2 separate regions of the Mus musculus genome follow, and region 1 is linked to region 2. Evidence: chromatin contacts called from public ChIA-PET data. All regions are on one chromosome and are shown on one strand. The core of a region is the stretch at or near the end of the contact, and the rest is flanking DNA. Distances in the headings are between cores, read along the strand shown.

Region 1 (2,700 bases), core at 183-2,682, 430 kb after region 2:
TTGTAAGCAAAAGAGTTGTAACTCTGCCATTTTGTAATGTGCTGTAACTTGCTCCCTCTTCCAAAGTATTTGCTAATAAAACTTCAGGCACAAATTTTGTGAACTCCAAACTGTAAGTTAGCATTTACTATCAGGGCTCTATGAATCAGGAACAGACAGTTGGAGACAGGAATCAGGAAGATATGGAGAAGCAAGGAATTTCCACACCCTCTCTGGTACTCCACCCTCCCAGAATATTGAGTCTTAGAGCATCACTGAACTTTAGATGATACTTAAATATGAAGAGACTTAACTCAGGTTCCCCAAGAACAAAGATTCAAGTACAAGAAATTTATTGGGGAATTACAGGCAACAGCATCTGGAGAGAGGAGATGAGGCCAGGAAGGAAGAAAAGGCAATCAATGGAGGATGTTGTCTTTGAGCCTAGAAGCCATTGTGAAGGACAAACTTATTTCCCATGGATACACTGCACAATGGTATACATAATAAATACACTATAAAACCAGGACCTTAAGCTCCACCCACCTCCCCTTCCTCAATATAAGATGGGAGGTTTACCTACCAGCTCCCACCACCCATTGGTTGACAGCTGCTCCCTGGGATGTTATCCTGGCACTTCTTTTTGTTGCATGTATGTAAGAGTCCAAAAACAAAAAATAACCCCAGGCATAGAGGGATACAGGTATTGGCAAGCCAGAAGGGGCTATGCATTTTATCAAAGATAACAGAGAAGTATGGTATTATAGCTGAATTTACTGAATATAAGAGACCCCAGATTCAAATCCCAGCACCAGAAAAAAATTAAAAATTATACTAAGCATCTCTAGATTATTCAAATAAAACCCTCTCTAGATTGGGGTGATATCTCAGTTGGAAAGTGTTGCTGCTCAAATGACCACCATTCCCAAATTCAGTTTCCAGGACCCACCTTAAATAGCCAGGTATGGTGGCACACTTATAATCCAGTGCTAGGGCCACCAAGAAGGATCACTGGAGCTTGGTGCCATACCTAATCTATGGGCCAGGTCCTAATGAGAGACCCTATAAGAAAAACAACAAAACAAGGTAGACAGAAGGAGGGACACCCAGGTTGTCCACTGGTTTTCACATGCATCCAGGTATAAACTTACTCCGTGTGTGTGTGTGTGTGTGTGTGTGTGTGCGCGCACGCGTGTGTGTCCCCAGATGCTCAGGCAGTCACCAGCAGCCCCTGCTAATCCCCCATAAAGTCTGATTCTTCATTTTACATGACTTACAAGAAGCAACACTGAACCCTTGTTCTCCCCATTCCGATCACTCTCCTCGGCTTCCCCAGTTAATCTCCTGCTTCCCTTTCTGCCTCGTGGACTCGGCTTTTCTAGGATCTGCTCCTTCTGAGAGTCCCTCAGCTCTCTGAAACGGGAGCACCCACACCTCGGAGTGTGTGTGTTTCTGCCTCAGCCACTTCCTTTTGTATGGCCTCATCTCATCCTGTGGCTTTTGACTATGATCTCTATGCCGCCTTGCAACTTTTTTTCCTCCAAGCCCCAAACTTCTGGTGTTAAAAATAAAAACTTAATCCCTGTACAATCACCATCGTATTTGATTGACATTGTGCTTTTCCAGTGCCTTGGGCCTTAGCCATTGGATTTATCCTTAACACCTCTCTTTCTGTCACATGACACATTGAGTCTGCAGCATACCCTGCAACCTGTGCCTTAAATATATATGCAGAGCTAGAAACAGTAGCTCTATAATCCCAGCCCCTGGGAGGTAGAGGCAGGAGGATCAGAGTTCAAGGTCAACCTTAGCTAACCAGTAAGGGTCTTAATTACTTCTCTATTGCTGTGATAAAATACTATTACCAAGGAAACTTAGAGAAGAAAGTTTATTCTGGGTTTATGGCTTCAGAGGGTAGAGTTCATGACAGCTAAGCAAAGGAATAGTTCAGAGCTCACATCTTGAGATACAACCATGAAACAGGGAGAGAGAGAAACAGAAAGAGAGCCAGACAGTCTGACAGACAGAGAGACAGGCAGAGAGACAGACAAACAGAGAGACAAAGAGACAAAGAACATGAACACCAGGGATCTTTCAAAACTTCAAAGCCCATCCTTAGTGACTTAGCTTCTCCAACAAGGCCATACCTCTTAGGAGCCTATGGGCTGGGGGTGGCAGCCAGTCTCATTCAAACCACCACAGTAAATGTGAGGTGAGTTTGTGCTGCAAGAAACTCTGTTTCCTCAAACAAAAATATGTTCATAATTGGGATGGTTCTCCAGCCATTATTCCATCAAAGCCACTACCATCTCCTATATAACTAGAGCAATTCTCTAGCTAGCTTCCCTCGGGGCAACTATGAGCATTCCAGAATCCTGCCAAGCTTTAGCGATTCTTTGCTTTAATAGTATCCCAAGTCATTCAGAGGAAAAGTCAAAATCTTAATACTGCAATATAAGGCAGTCTTAAGATAATACCATGCCGGGCGTGGTGGCACACGCCTTTAATCCCAGAACTTGGGAGGCAGAGGCAGGCTCATTTCTGAGTTTGAGGCCAGCCTGGTCTACAAAGTGAGTTCCAGGACAGCCAGGTCTATACCGAGAAACCCTGTCTCGAAAAACCAAAAAAAAAAAAAAAAAGATAATACCGTATCTCAGCATCATCCAATCCCGCTGTCTGCCTCTATTTCTCTTCTTGCCTGCCACACTGGTCCTTACAGTT
Region 2 (2,700 bases), core at 141-2,640:
TCCGGGATGTCTTGTCCGACAGGATGGACCTGGGCACGATACAGGTGATCAGAAGCAAGCAGGAGCCAAGGGGGTTGCGGGGACCCCTCAAAACCCACCCAGTCCGCATGCTCGTTCCACCACAGCAGGAGGGTGACGCTCCCATGCTGGACCTCAGGCCATCCTTAGCACCCAGCTTTGTCTCAGCATCCCGGGCAGCCCCCTCCCAGCAATCACAGCACCCCGCACCTAAACCAGCCTGAGATCTTGCCGAACAGATTGAACTTGGGTGGTTTGTATTCATCATCCTTGATGGACAGGGGCAACATCTTCTCCACCCGGCGAAGGGCCGGGTCTCCGTCCCTCTAGAAGTGACTCGGTATGGTGGCGGCAGTGACAGCGGTGACGCTTCAAACGCGGACCCCAAAGCGCTTGACCGCCGCGGCACCGCCGCGAGACACAGACACAGACACACACCCGGGAATTCGAGGACTTCCGGCCCGGGCCGCGCAACGCGTCCTGGGACGGGAAAGCGGGAGGCGGGGGCGGGGACTCCGGCAGGGGAGGGGCTTACGGGGAGGAGGCGGGGCTTGGGGGCTGCGGAAAGTCCGAGCTGAAAGCTTGGGGATCTATCTCTAGCTGAGCTAGGGGTCCTATCTCCTGAACTCACGAAAGATACCCCTGCTGGCTCTCTGCAGACGTGGCTGACTGGTTCAGGGCCCGCTGTCACCCACCCAGATCGCCCATCACTATCGTCCCCGGATGCAGTGCAGCCCGCTCCTGCTCCTTCAGCATTAACCCCCTAAAGGACCTCAAATCCCCGCTGTGCCTTAGGCAGCATCACTGAAAAGCCCAGGCGGCCACGTGCTGCGCCGCCACTGCACGGGATGTGCGAGAATGGCTTCCCGAGGTCAACGCTAAGGGAGTCCACCCCCACCCGCGGAAACCGTCACGCGGGACGCGATCGTTGAGTGCTTTGCAAAAGAAACACTTAAAGGTATTTTAAAACGTCCTTTAGGAAGAGGGCCATAGACTATGGCCTTGAGGTCCGCTTCTTGCTGTTTCTCCCCTGCAACCTCATTCGGTTGTAGCCCTGAAGGCAACCGCAGACAGGTTCCTTTAGCATCCTTGTCACCCCCAAGACAGTAGCTGTCACTATGGTCCATTTCAGGAGGTGCAGATACAAGCCTGTTGGGTGGGAGGCTGGGGATGAGCCTTGTGGGCCTGGGCTGGCTAGAGAGACACTCTCCAGCATCTTTCTAGGGGATTGTTTAGACAAGGTCAGCTGGCCGATCACGTGAATGATTAAAAGTTATTACCTAGAAGGGGAAACCCGGAAAGGGGGTCTGGTTTGGGGAGGTGGCTTGGAAACTACAAAACCGAGCTTCTTGGGAAAGCCTTTTTGCCTAACAGGAAGTGGAGCGTCACCCAAAGCGAGGGAGGGGTGGCCACTCAGGAACTGTCCCCTGCTCCAGGCACTCACTTTGCAGGCGGCGCATTTCCTAGGTTATCAATTGGACGGGCAGAGAGGTTGGAAGCCCGGTTTAGGAAAGGGGTGGAAAAGAGGCAAGCAAAGGAGACTCTCCTTTCGATTTATGCTAACCAAGCTGCAAATAAACCCGCTGGCCCCGCTGCAATCTTCTGCACTAGAGGTGAGGCAACTGTGAAATTCTCTTTCATTGATTTTATCTTTCCATTTGGGACCTCTGCTTGTTTTGCCCTCGTTCTTGGAACTTTGTGGGTAGGAAGGATTTATTCTGTAATTTAGATTTTTGAAAATAGATCTTGATTTTTTTTTAATGTTCCTCTTTAAAAACTGCTGGTAACAAACGGCTTGATTCTATAAGTTCTAGGACAAACATGTCTCTTTTGTCTTTGCCTTTCTTGGACCATTATTGTCATGTAAGCAAATATTCTCAATTAGTAGCATTTACTTTTTAAAGGCTACTCTGTTGTTGTTGTTCAGAGCAGTTTTTCAATTCTACCCTACTGCATTGCTGAGGAAGCCAGAACTGACTGCAGACGAGGTCGTTTAAGGCAAAATAGCTATTGCAATTGATTTTTTCCCCCTTGAAGACTGCTTTATTTAAGTATGATGGTGGGGATGGTATATCAAAATAATCAAGTTTCAGCAATGGATTTCCAGCCTTCTCATTAAGGTCACCTGCAATTTGAGCCTATGTGGTTTTTATCCTGCCTTTGGAAATAAATTCTGTATTCCATCTTGCACTGTTGTAAATCCGAAGTTGCTTAGCTGGCATAGATAGGGAGGAACCCATATTACCTGTTATTGAATAGTTTTGAAAGGCATTAAAGAAATTTAATTTCAGCTTTATCAGTTTCCTAGATTTGTTACGATATAAGGTAGATCTGCTCTTGAAGATCTTCTCCCTTCTGACTGTGGCCATGCTATTTTTTAATCCTTAGCCCTGGACAGCATAAAGGCCAATCAGCGTTAAAGGCATTTTCGTTTGCAGTATAAAGGACAGAAGGACACTCTTTAAACCAGGAAAAGTTGTTTCTACTGTGCCTCACTTCTTTTTGTAATCTTTAAATAATATCTATCCTGTTCATGTTAACCTACACATAGGTTAACATATGTCCCACATGTTAACACACGTCCCACACGTCAAAATAGAACTCAGTTATCATTTGGAGATTATCTTGTATGTGTTGGGTGTCCAGACTATAAAGCAAGATAAGTGAGAGTTCTTCTCCGGG

Evidence for each region. ChIA-PET counts read pairs in DNA pulled down with a chosen protein or histone mark.
Region 1: an RNA polymerase II ChIA-PET map of effector CD8 T cells shows a contact between it and region 2, with 10 read pairs. The contact joins the enhancer-like site here to the promoter of Extl2 in region 2. A contact is called at or near these places in 15 of 39 promoter capture datasets (the 3T3-L1 cell line, 3T3-L1-derived adipocytes, the C10 cell line and 10 more), 2 of 484 Hi-C or Micro-C datasets (bone marrow-derived macrophages and nephron progenitors), 4 of 115 datasets of contacts at active chromatin or transcription factors (bone marrow-derived macrophages, effector CD8 T cells and trophoblast stem cells) and 3 of 9 other capture datasets (adipose tissue, liver and macrophages).

The regions. Positions count from the first base shown.
Region 1 is chr3:116,438,884-116,441,583 of GRCm38.p6, forward strand. No RefSeq gene overlaps it. Among named protein-coding and RNA genes, the nearest start is that of Gm40125, 16 kb to the left of the region's middle. Within about 2 kb of position 1,433, at least 51 of the 459 cell types and tissues checked have an H3K27ac peak or open chromatin away from gene starts, as enhancers often do. A contact at or near this core is called in the HPC-7 cell line, effector CD8 T cells and hematopoietic stem and progenitor cells, where this site is marked.
Region 2 is chr3:116,006,907-116,009,606 of GRCm38.p6, forward strand. It overlaps Extl2 (exostosin-like glycosyltransferase 2), which reads left to right and starts at 1,391. Exons shown (of 5, transcript NM_001163514.1): 1 at 1,391-1,631. It overlaps Slc30a7 (solute carrier family 30 (zinc transporter), member 7), which reads right to left and starts at 500. Exons shown (of 11, transcript NM_023214.7): 1 at 229-500; 2 at 1-29. The coding sequence starts at 308.